Linked DNA regions of Mus musculus: region 2 is linked to region 1. A link is a contact called in public HiChIP or PLAC-seq data. All regions are on one chromosome and are shown on one strand. Each heading gives the region's core, a stretch centred on a gene start, on an enhancer-like site or on the middle of the called end of the contact. The rest is flanking DNA. Distances are from core to core; before and after follow the strand shown.

Region 1 (4,744 bases), core at 1,548-4,047:
TCATCATAGTCTTCTTCTTCATCTTCATCTTCATCTTCCTCAGAAGATGTATCCCCTGTTCCATCAACTTGCAGCACCAGCGGAGCTTGCTGTTGGGCAGGCTGGGCCTGTGGCTGCTGCTGTCCGGCTGCAGGCATCGGCGCTTGTGCCGGGGCGGGTGCTGCCACTGTTGTAGGAATGACCTGAGTCTTATTTCCTGGAAATAAGATTTGCTGTGGCTGGATGATGACACCCATCTGTGGTGACATCCTTCCAGGAAGTGGGGCTAGGACCTGCTGGATAACAGGCACTTGGACTCCACCAGGCTGCATTTGTGGTATAACTTGTTGTAGAACAACCGACTGCTGAGGCTGCAAGATATACTGGGCACCATTGGCTGCTCTGACCACCTGAAGCAGCTGGCTTGAATTTGTTAGTAGCTGAACAGGAGTCACTCCTGCAGGGAGCGCCAAGGTAGCAGCTGTAGCAGCAGCACTCGGAATACTTGATGCATTCATATGTTGTAGCAGCTTAGAATCAGGAACAATAACTTGTGGTGCTGTAGCTTGCTGGGATGCAGGAATAAGGACCTGCTGGGTCTGTGCTTGCTGAGGTACCGTTTGCTGAAGTTGTGCTTGCTGGTGCTGGTGGTGGTAATGCTGTTGCTGCTGCTGCTGCTGAACTTGCAACAAAAGCTGCTGTTCTTCTGAACGAAATCCATCTACTGCCCTAGACTGCAGTAGGTTTTTCTCCCACAAAGCTTTTAGTTCCGTCAGGACCTGTTCATCCACCCCATCATTCAGAAAAATGTCTCGTACGTCATTAATAACATCTTCAATCACAGATCTGTACAATTTAGGCACGGTGTTTGTGTTTGCCGAGTATGCCATTTCCACACACAACACAAACAAGAAGGAACGAGATAAAAAAAAAAAGGAAAAATAAAATTAAAAAAAGAAAAAATAAATAAACAAAACAACTGAGACCCGGAGGGTGACCCAAGTCACCTTCCAAGAGTGGGGCAAAAAAAAAAAAAAAAAAAAAAAAAATCTCTCAACAAAACCGATCCAGAAGTAAGAGGCAGGAGAGCAGGAGGAGGGGGGCACTCCTCTCGCAGCTAAAATCCTCGAGAATCGCCTAAAGAAAAAAAAAATGGGAAAAAAAATTAGCCACGACCTCTTAGGGGGTTAGGGAGTATCCCCACTTGGGTGCCGAGGAGGGAAACCAACGCCGGTCACCGCCCCCGGTGCCACCGCCGCTGCCACTGACGCCGCCACCAGCTGCAGCTCCAGTCTTAATCAAATTTATTTATTTATTTATTTATTTATTTATTTATTTATTTATTTTTGAGACAGGGTTTTTCTGTATAGCCCTGGCTGTCCTGGAACTCACTTTGTAGACCAGGCTGGCCTCGAACTCAGAAATCCACCTGCCTCTGCCTCCCAAGTGCTGGGATTAAAGACGTGCGCCACCACGACCGGCTCAAATATTTTTAAAGACAACAAATTTTCTAATGTAGTTGAACACTTTATATTTTGCTTATTTATTTTTGCAGAGTATTTTTGAACTCAGGACAGCCTCTCCTGACTGACCAGCAACGGAAATCAAACCAGAGCAATATATGTTTCAAATCAATTGTAAACCCTCTAGTGACTTTATGTATGCAAATATTCAGCTGAGCAGAACATAGTTTCTAAACAGTCCTGTATAGCAAATGCTTCAATCTTGTGCTGCTTTGAGGAAACCTACCTGGAGTTGGTGCTAGCTTACCTTGAGTGTTAAAAAAAAAATGACAAAAACCAAAAGAAACAATATCTAGCAGCCAGATGGATGCAAATAAATATCTAGTTCTTTTTGTTTTGTTTTGTTTTGTTTTTTTTTGTTGTTTTTTGTTTTTTTGAGACAGGGTTTCTCTGTGTAGCCCTGGAACTCACTGTGTAGACCAGGCTGGCCTCGAACTCAGAAATACACCTGCCTCTGCCTCCCAAGTGCTGGGATTAAAGGTGTGCGCCACCACTCCCGGCAATATCTAGTTCTTGACAACACAACAAAACCAAAAACCAAAACAACAACAACAACAACAACAAAAAGCACCCCAAATCTGGTAATAACCAGATGTGGTGGTATATGCCTGTAATCCCAGCACTTGGGAGGTTGAAACTGGAGGACTGCAAGTTCAAGGCCAGCATGAACTCTATAGTGAGACATTGTCTCTAAACAACAAGAAGTGTATAGGTTTGTGTGTGTGTGTGTGTGTGTGTCTGTGTGTTAACATACACAAATGAAATAACTGGTCACACAAACCAGTGTTCCCACAGGGTTCCCACTCTCCCCACTAGATGGGGCTTGTGCTCTCTAGCTGTCCACACTCTGGATTCCTTAGGTTTCTCTCCTGGCATCAAGGGGCAGCTGCTGTTCATCCTCATCACCCGTTTCTTATGAATATAGCATTAAGAGGACTCATTGGGACTGGCAAGATGGCCCAGAGGATGAAGATGCTTGCTGGCAAACTGACCGCACAAGTTCTATCCTGACTCACATGGTGAAAGGCGAAGATCGCACTCCTGAGAGTTGTCTCCTGATCTCGACTTGTGCACACATAGATAAAAGATAAATAAATTAATAAACATATTACGTTTTTTAACTCAGAAGCATCATTGTCTTATCAAGAGCTGAAAACGACTGCCAGGATTGCATACTCTCTGTGCAAAGTAAAGGATTTCCCTCCACTTTTAACAGGCTCCGTTTCCTTCGCCCGGCTTTGTGGCTTTGTGCTGTGTTGGCTTCTGGAATTGCAATTAGCATGGAAATCGCTAAGCCCTGGAAAAGGCTGCTTGGGAGCTGAGTCTGAGCTTTAGTTCCACAGCTTGCTGTAGCCTACCCCTATACTGGGGTGAGATGGAAAATAGTGAATGGAGCCCCCACAGCCTTTCAGGTCAGTTTCCATTTCAAACAAACCCTAGACTAGTGGTTCTCAACCTGTGGGTCTCGCCCCCCCCTCAGAGGGAGCCTGACTGATCCCTTCACAGGGGTGGTTGGTCTAAGACCTTTGAAAAACACAGATACTTACATTATGATTTGTGACAGTAGCAAAATTACAGTTATGAAGTAGCAGTGAAAATAATTTTATAGTTGGGGGGGTCACCATGACATGAGGAACTGTGTTAAGGGTGGGGGTGGTGGTGGCAGGGGTCGCAGCATTAGGAAGGTTGTCCTAGGGTGAGCTCTCCTTACAAAACTTCCAAGCCAGTTACACTATCTGCACTTCACACACTGTCTTCGCTGCTAGCGCTTTCCTTCCCAATCTCCCTTGAAATAATTGAGTTATTGCACTACAAGTGTCTCTGGTGAAGGGAGACTTGAAAAGCTAATAGAGATATAAACACAGAGGTCCCAGAGTTCCCTCAGGAGATGAGTGGGGAATGAAGGGCGAAGACAATAAACCAAGGTAATGTCTAACGGGGCTGGAAAGGAAACTCTGTAATTGGGGAAGGGGAGAGAGAAAAGTCCCAGGGTTCTTGATTTGAAAACTCATTCTGATGAAAGGAAACCATTAGAAAAGGCTTGGTTTGCCGGGCAGTGGTGGCACATGCCTTTAATCCCAGCACTTGGGAGGCAGAGGCAGGCAGATTTCTGAGTTCGAGGCCATCCTGGTCTACAGAGTGAGTTCCAGGACAGCCAGGGCTACACAGAGAAACCCTGTCTCCAAAAAACAAAAATACAAAAACAAACAAACAAACAAAAAGGCTTGGTTCTTAACTTTTGACTAGAGGTTAAAAAAGAATTTAGAATTAGTTCAAACTGCAGTATGGGCAGAATTATTCCTAATGACAGGTCTTTATTATTATTATTATTATTATTATTATTATTATTATTATTTTAAATCAAGGCAGAATTTTTTCATTGTGGAACCTAAGCTGTGTTGAACTCATTATGAAGTTCATGTTAGTCTTGAACTTACAATCCTCCTGGTTCAGCTTCTTAAATGCTGGGAAAATAAGCAAATGTAACCCAAGCCTAGGTGTGGAACATGCACTTTAAAGGGCCAAGGAAAATGACTGTTTCCTTGCAAAGGTGAAAACTGTGCTAGGGCAGAGCCGCACCCTTCAAGCCATGGATGGATGGAATCAGTCCCAATTCCGGGTCTGAGAAGCATGAAGCATGCAGCTGTGGGTGGTTACTGTGTTTGTTCAGTTTTCATCCTTGGGACAAAGTAACATCGGGAGGCTAACTTCGTAAGAACGAGGCCCTTTATGTCTTTCACCATCTGGGAGAACCAAGCTCAGCTCTGGGTGAGGACCTCATGGCAGGAAAGAGGCTCAGGGGAGCCAGATCAGAAAGCCAAGCAGGAAGCCAGAGCACCTTGTTCCACAAACCCTTCTGAGAACACAGCTGTTTACTCTCAGACCTCCTACTGGGTCCTACCCTCTCAAATGTTCACACCTAAAGGCTGAGCTTGTAACACATGAACCTTTGGGTGATACTTTAAACCACATCTCTTAGCATGGGAGTCACTATAGTGATGCTTTTGTTTATTCTGGGGCTGCTTGGATGACTTTATGGGTGGGATCTTACATAATGAGTGCATTGGACAAAAATCAATTGACTCTCAAGATGTAGCCCAAAGCCTCCACATTAGAGGCTTCATCTCAAGTCCTGCCTCACTCGAGGTGCCTACCTTTCCTGACTTGTAAAGACAGGAAAGCCTCAGGTTTTCTTAGTCACTCTGAGATTTAAAACAACAACAACAACAACACATAACAAA
Region 2 (4,744 bases), core at 1,010-3,509, 550 kb after region 1:
TAGGAATTTTTCTGCTGTAAAGAATATCATTTCACCCTATATATTTGTACTGGCTAGTTTTGTGTGTCAACTTGACACAGGCTGGAGTTATCACAGAGAAAGGAGCTTCCGTTGAGGAAATGCCTCCATGACATCCAGCTGTGGAGCATTTTCTCTGTTGGTGATCAAGGAAGGAGGCCCCACTGTGGTTGGGACCATCCCTGGGCTGGTAGTCTTGGGTTCTATAAGAGAGCAAGCTGAGCAAGCCAGGGGAAGAAAGCCAGTAAGAAACATCCCTCCATGGCCTCTGCATCAGCTCCTGCTTCCTGACCTGCTTGAGTTCCAGTCCTGACTTCCTTTAGTGATAAACAGCAAGGTGGAAGTGTAAGCTGAATAAACCATTTCCTCCACAACTTGCTTCTTGGTCATGATGTGTGTGCAGGAATAGAAACCCTGGCTAGGACAGTATTCTTGGTTGATGTGGTATTTTCCAATCAGAATAGTAGTTCAATAAATATTTATTGCATGAATGAGTCATGGTTTACTTCCTTTCTTGTTAGAAGAATTTTATACTGATGCCCTTTCAATAAATATGTTTATATGTAAAAGATACAGTAGAAAGGCATACTACAGCACACATGAAGCACAGCATGTAACTGCTGGTCATAAACATATTCTTACATACAGGGATACAGTACGCAAGCAGTGGAAGGTTCTTGAGTACTCTGGTGTAATGCATATTCCTGTATTGTGAGTTGTTAAATTACTTTTAGTGGTGCTGGAGTGATGGCTCAGTTGCTAAGGTGTTTGTCACACAAGTGTGAGACATGAGTTCAGATCTCTAGAACCCACTTAAAGCTGGGTATGACCATGAGCCTATAATTCCTGTACTGGGAAAACAGACATAGGTAGATTCCTGTAGCTCACTGGACAGACAGACAGACAGACAGCGTAGCTGAGTAGATGAGCTCCAGATTCAATAAGAAACCTTACTTTTCAGGAGGCAGAAGAAGACGAATCTCCAAGTTTGAGGTCAGCCTGGTCTACAGAGTGAGTTCCAGGACAGCCAGGGCTACACAGAGAAATCCTGTCTCAGAGAGAGAGACAGAGACAGAAACAGAGACAGAGAGAGAGAGAGGCCCTGTCTCAAGAATGACGTAAAGAGTAGCTGAAGGAGGTGTGTGCATTCATCTCTGACATACAAATGCATGTGTAAAATACTTGTACACGCACCCACATAGCATGTACATAACACAGAAAGAGAGAGAGAGAGAGATGCAATTGGCCTCAGGAAGACAGCTTCTAGGTCAGTGTCTTGGGCTCTAGGGAACAGAGTAACTCCGCTGTGTGTGTTACACTGTGCCGTGTTATCAGTCTGTAAGTCCCTGCAGGGCGTCTTACAAAGGTAAGCTCTAAAAACCAACAGTGGAAACAGAAGGCAGCAGTTATTTTCCGATGAAACAGAAATGAATCTTCTTCAAATTCTTTTGTGGAGAGAAAGGAAAGGACAGTCGCTGGAGTTGGTGGAGAGAGAGGAAAAATTAAAAGCAAATGCTTGCTCCCGTTGCTGTGTGGACTGTTCCCATCTGGCTATAACATGCCTAGTTGGAGCACTTTCATAATATTATGACATATTTGCCTTTCCTGCTTATTGTGGGGCTGAACCACAGTGGTTCATTTCCAGCCCCAAAGCTGGGGTAGGCCATTTGTGGATCAGTCAGTCCTTAGAAGCAGGAAATAGCACTCCTAAAAAGCAGTGAGGGGGAAGCGGACCCATCCCTAAGCATCCTCCAGCATGCTTGCCGCAGGCCACAGAATGGTACCCACTGTGTGTGAGAGACAGTGACGGAACAGCAGATAAAGTATCCTTACCCAGGATAGCCAAGAATAGCAGCTTAATCCCCACATGGCAACTGCCAGTGTCACTATACCAGGACACAAAACCCAGCTCTGTGGTCCCCAAAGTGTTAGTGGGAGGAGAAAAGTGCTTAATTGCTATCCTTTAGCTCAGTGAAGGTGACCAGGGTTTGGTAGAGCCAGAGAAAAATTGGACCAGAAACTGAGTGCCAAAGAGGGTTAGAAATCCAGACAATGGGCCTGGGGCCTGGGGAGGGTGGGTAGGAGAGCAGGGAAGGAGTTTCAATGTGAATGAATACTAATTAGTGACATGGATATTAATGATGACAGTAATTAACAGGGGAAAGGAAGGGCTGTCATTGTCCCAGAGTGAGCAATCAATCTTGGCAGGTGATAAATAATGGCTGAGCAAGCTCAGCGGAAAGATAATCCACAGGCCCCGGGGAGAGTCGGAGTGATCCTGGAAGCCTCTCGGTTTCCAGGCAACCCACAGAAAAGAACTATTTTTCTTTAAGGAAAAAAAAAAAAAAAAGAACAGGTTAGTGTCTCTCCCCCACCCCCAGTTTGGGATTACAGTTCTTAGCTGATGTCTGTTTTGTTCTGCATTTCCTAGAACAAATAACAGAACTTCTGCGATGTGGGGGGAAAATGAGCATGCGCACACACGTACCCACGGAGGTACAAGTGAACGCCCTCTCAAAGGATGGGAACGGATTGAAGTGTTTTTACATCCAGTTTCGGCTCATAGATGTGGTCCGGAAGCTCGGGTGGGAAGCTTCCTAGTCTTGCCTTAGAGGCTGACATGTGAGGAAATGGAATTGTCAATGAGGGCTGACCCCAGGCAAAGCCCATGAGGACAAGGGTAAAGCCCTGGCAGCGCCAAGGCACTGGCATTGAGCCACACAGAAATCAGACACCAAAGGTCCAGGCTGTCCCGCCATCAGAGATCTCACTTCTAGTCTAATGATCAAATGTCTGAAATTTTTGATTCTCAAAAAAAGAGTGTCTCAGTAAATTCCTCTGTTGGATCTCATTCACCTGTCTGGGAAGCTAGCCAGGCAGCGATTAGCCTGCTAATCTAATCTACCCTCCCCTGCCTGCTTTCCCTCACACACACACACACACACACACACACACACACACACACACACACACACACACACACCAGGGTTTCAGACCTGCTCTCGACTCAGATCTGGAAATATTGTTCCTTTGAACCCATTTTCTATCAAAGTATGATAAAGCCATGTTTAGAGGTCTGTGTAAAATGAAATCTTCGGGTGACATGGTGGGTAGATCAGATATTTGGAATCTTGCAGATATTGGGTTCCTGCATGCCTGTGATGTACCTGGAGGCCTGGATCCTAAAATCCTGACTATAGAGGCAAACGAATGAGAACCAACACAGAGATATCAGTACCCAAAAGCTGGGTCAGGTGGGGCTGTGTGTACTCTGATGGAGCTGCACTGACCACCCTGGCGACCCAGATCCTCTCTCTCTCTGTGTTTGTTACGTATCGCCCAGGGAGCAGTGATAGCTAGTCTCGGTAAGAGATCTCTGTAAGGGACTGTCTCCATCTGTAAACTCCTAAGAAAGGAAGTTTAGACCTGGACCGCCCCCTCCCCACAAAGAAGACTTTGCTGTGCTTCTGAGCCTCGTCAGGAAGAAGGCTTTCCCAGCTCCACAGAATTGAGCTACTGGGGACCTTGGCACATCAATAATACACACTCCCTCAGGGATTCCCCTGCTCTCTACACACTCCTGTGTGAGCTAAGCTGCTCTTGGTTCTAGGTGCATCTTTTTAAAGGAAGATAGTAAAAGGGAGTTTGTTCAGGGACTGTGGCCCATGGCAAGGGGCTCCAGACCAAACCATGGGATGAATGCAGGTCTGCCACACTGGAACACTGATGACTGATCGGAGGACTGACCAAAATCTGACAGGATGGTCTCAGAGTAATGAGGTCTGGGTTCAGGTTCACTGTTCTGTCACCAGAAGACAAAACCAAGAGGAAGAATTTCTGTTCAAGCGTGACTTACCCTAGAGCACACTGCCGGGCAGGGAGTTCGTGAGTCCCTAAGAACTGGGCTTATTCCAAACACAGATAATGCCTCTCACGAGGACCCCAAAGAGTCCTACATTTTCATGGTGAGATCCACGACCCCATCCATACTGTGTGTCTGTTTCACTCAGTCTCCCAGAGAACTAAGGGAAGGGTCTGGGAGGTGTGCATGGCCCACACAGGAGTTTTCACAGGCCAGATCAGGACGTGGTATAGGTCATTCTACCCACGCCTATAATTAGTATAGTAGGTTCACAGCCTTCTTCAGGGGTGGGGGTTGGATATGTAAGGTAGCTGGGGCCCGAAGCAAAATGGAGACGCTGCGAGTGAAGACTCCGAAGTGTCTACTGCAGACCCAGAGGCATGTTGATTCAGAATGGACTCACAGCTGAAATGAATGGGTTTTTCAAGAACCTTGAAGTCTCCTGAGCTGGTTAGCCCTTGTCGGTAGGCATGATGCCAAGGACGAAATGTTCTGGGAGCAGGCATACTCAGGTCTTGCCAGCCTGTCTTGGGGAAACCACTGAAATCCATGTCCTCAGTAAGTTTCTGACGGATGCTCCCTAGAAATGCAGATAAAACTGAGACCTCAGAAGTGAATTTGGATTTTTCGTTTTGGTTTGTTTGGTTGGTTTGATCGGTAGGTTTTTATTTTTTCTTCCTTTCTTTTTCCTGTTTGTTTTTCTTCCTTTCTTGTAAAAAGATTGGAATATAGGGAGTGCAGCTCAACTGGTTGCCTAGAATGCATGAAGCCCTGTGTTTGAGCCCCAGGACTGTAGAAACTAGGCACGGTGGTGCAAGACTGGGATCTCAGCATCCTCGTCTGTATAGAAAATTCAAGGCCAGC

Evidence for each region. HiChIP or PLAC-seq counts read pairs in DNA pulled down with a chosen protein or histone mark.
Region 2: a contact with region 1 is called in an H3K4me3 HiChIP or PLAC-seq map of embryonic basal ganglia, with 6 times the contacts expected there. The contact joins two enhancer-like sites. A contact is called at or near these places in 7 of 115 datasets of contacts at active chromatin or transcription factors (VIP interneurons, craniofacial prominence, embryonic basal ganglia and 3 more) and 1 of 9 other capture datasets (pancreatic islet).

Annotation. Positions count from the first base shown.
Region 1 is chr12:82,495,669-82,500,412 of GRCm38.p6, forward strand. It overlaps the pseudogene Gm5435. Among named protein-coding and RNA genes, the nearest start is that of Gm31064, 20 kb to the left of the region's middle. Within about 2 kb of position 2,798, at least 30 of the 459 cell types and tissues checked have an H3K27ac peak or open chromatin away from gene starts, as enhancers often do. A contact at or near this core is called in embryonic basal ganglia, where this site is marked.
Region 2 is chr12:83,042,577-83,047,320 of GRCm38.p6, forward strand. The region is part of intron 3 of Rgs6 (regulator of G-protein signaling 6); the gene reads left to right. Among named protein-coding and RNA genes, the nearest start is that of Gm31187, 38 kb to the right of the region's middle. Within about 2 kb of position 2,260, at least 39 of the 459 cell types and tissues checked have an H3K27ac peak or open chromatin away from gene starts, as enhancers often do. A contact at or near this core is called in embryonic basal ganglia, where this site is marked.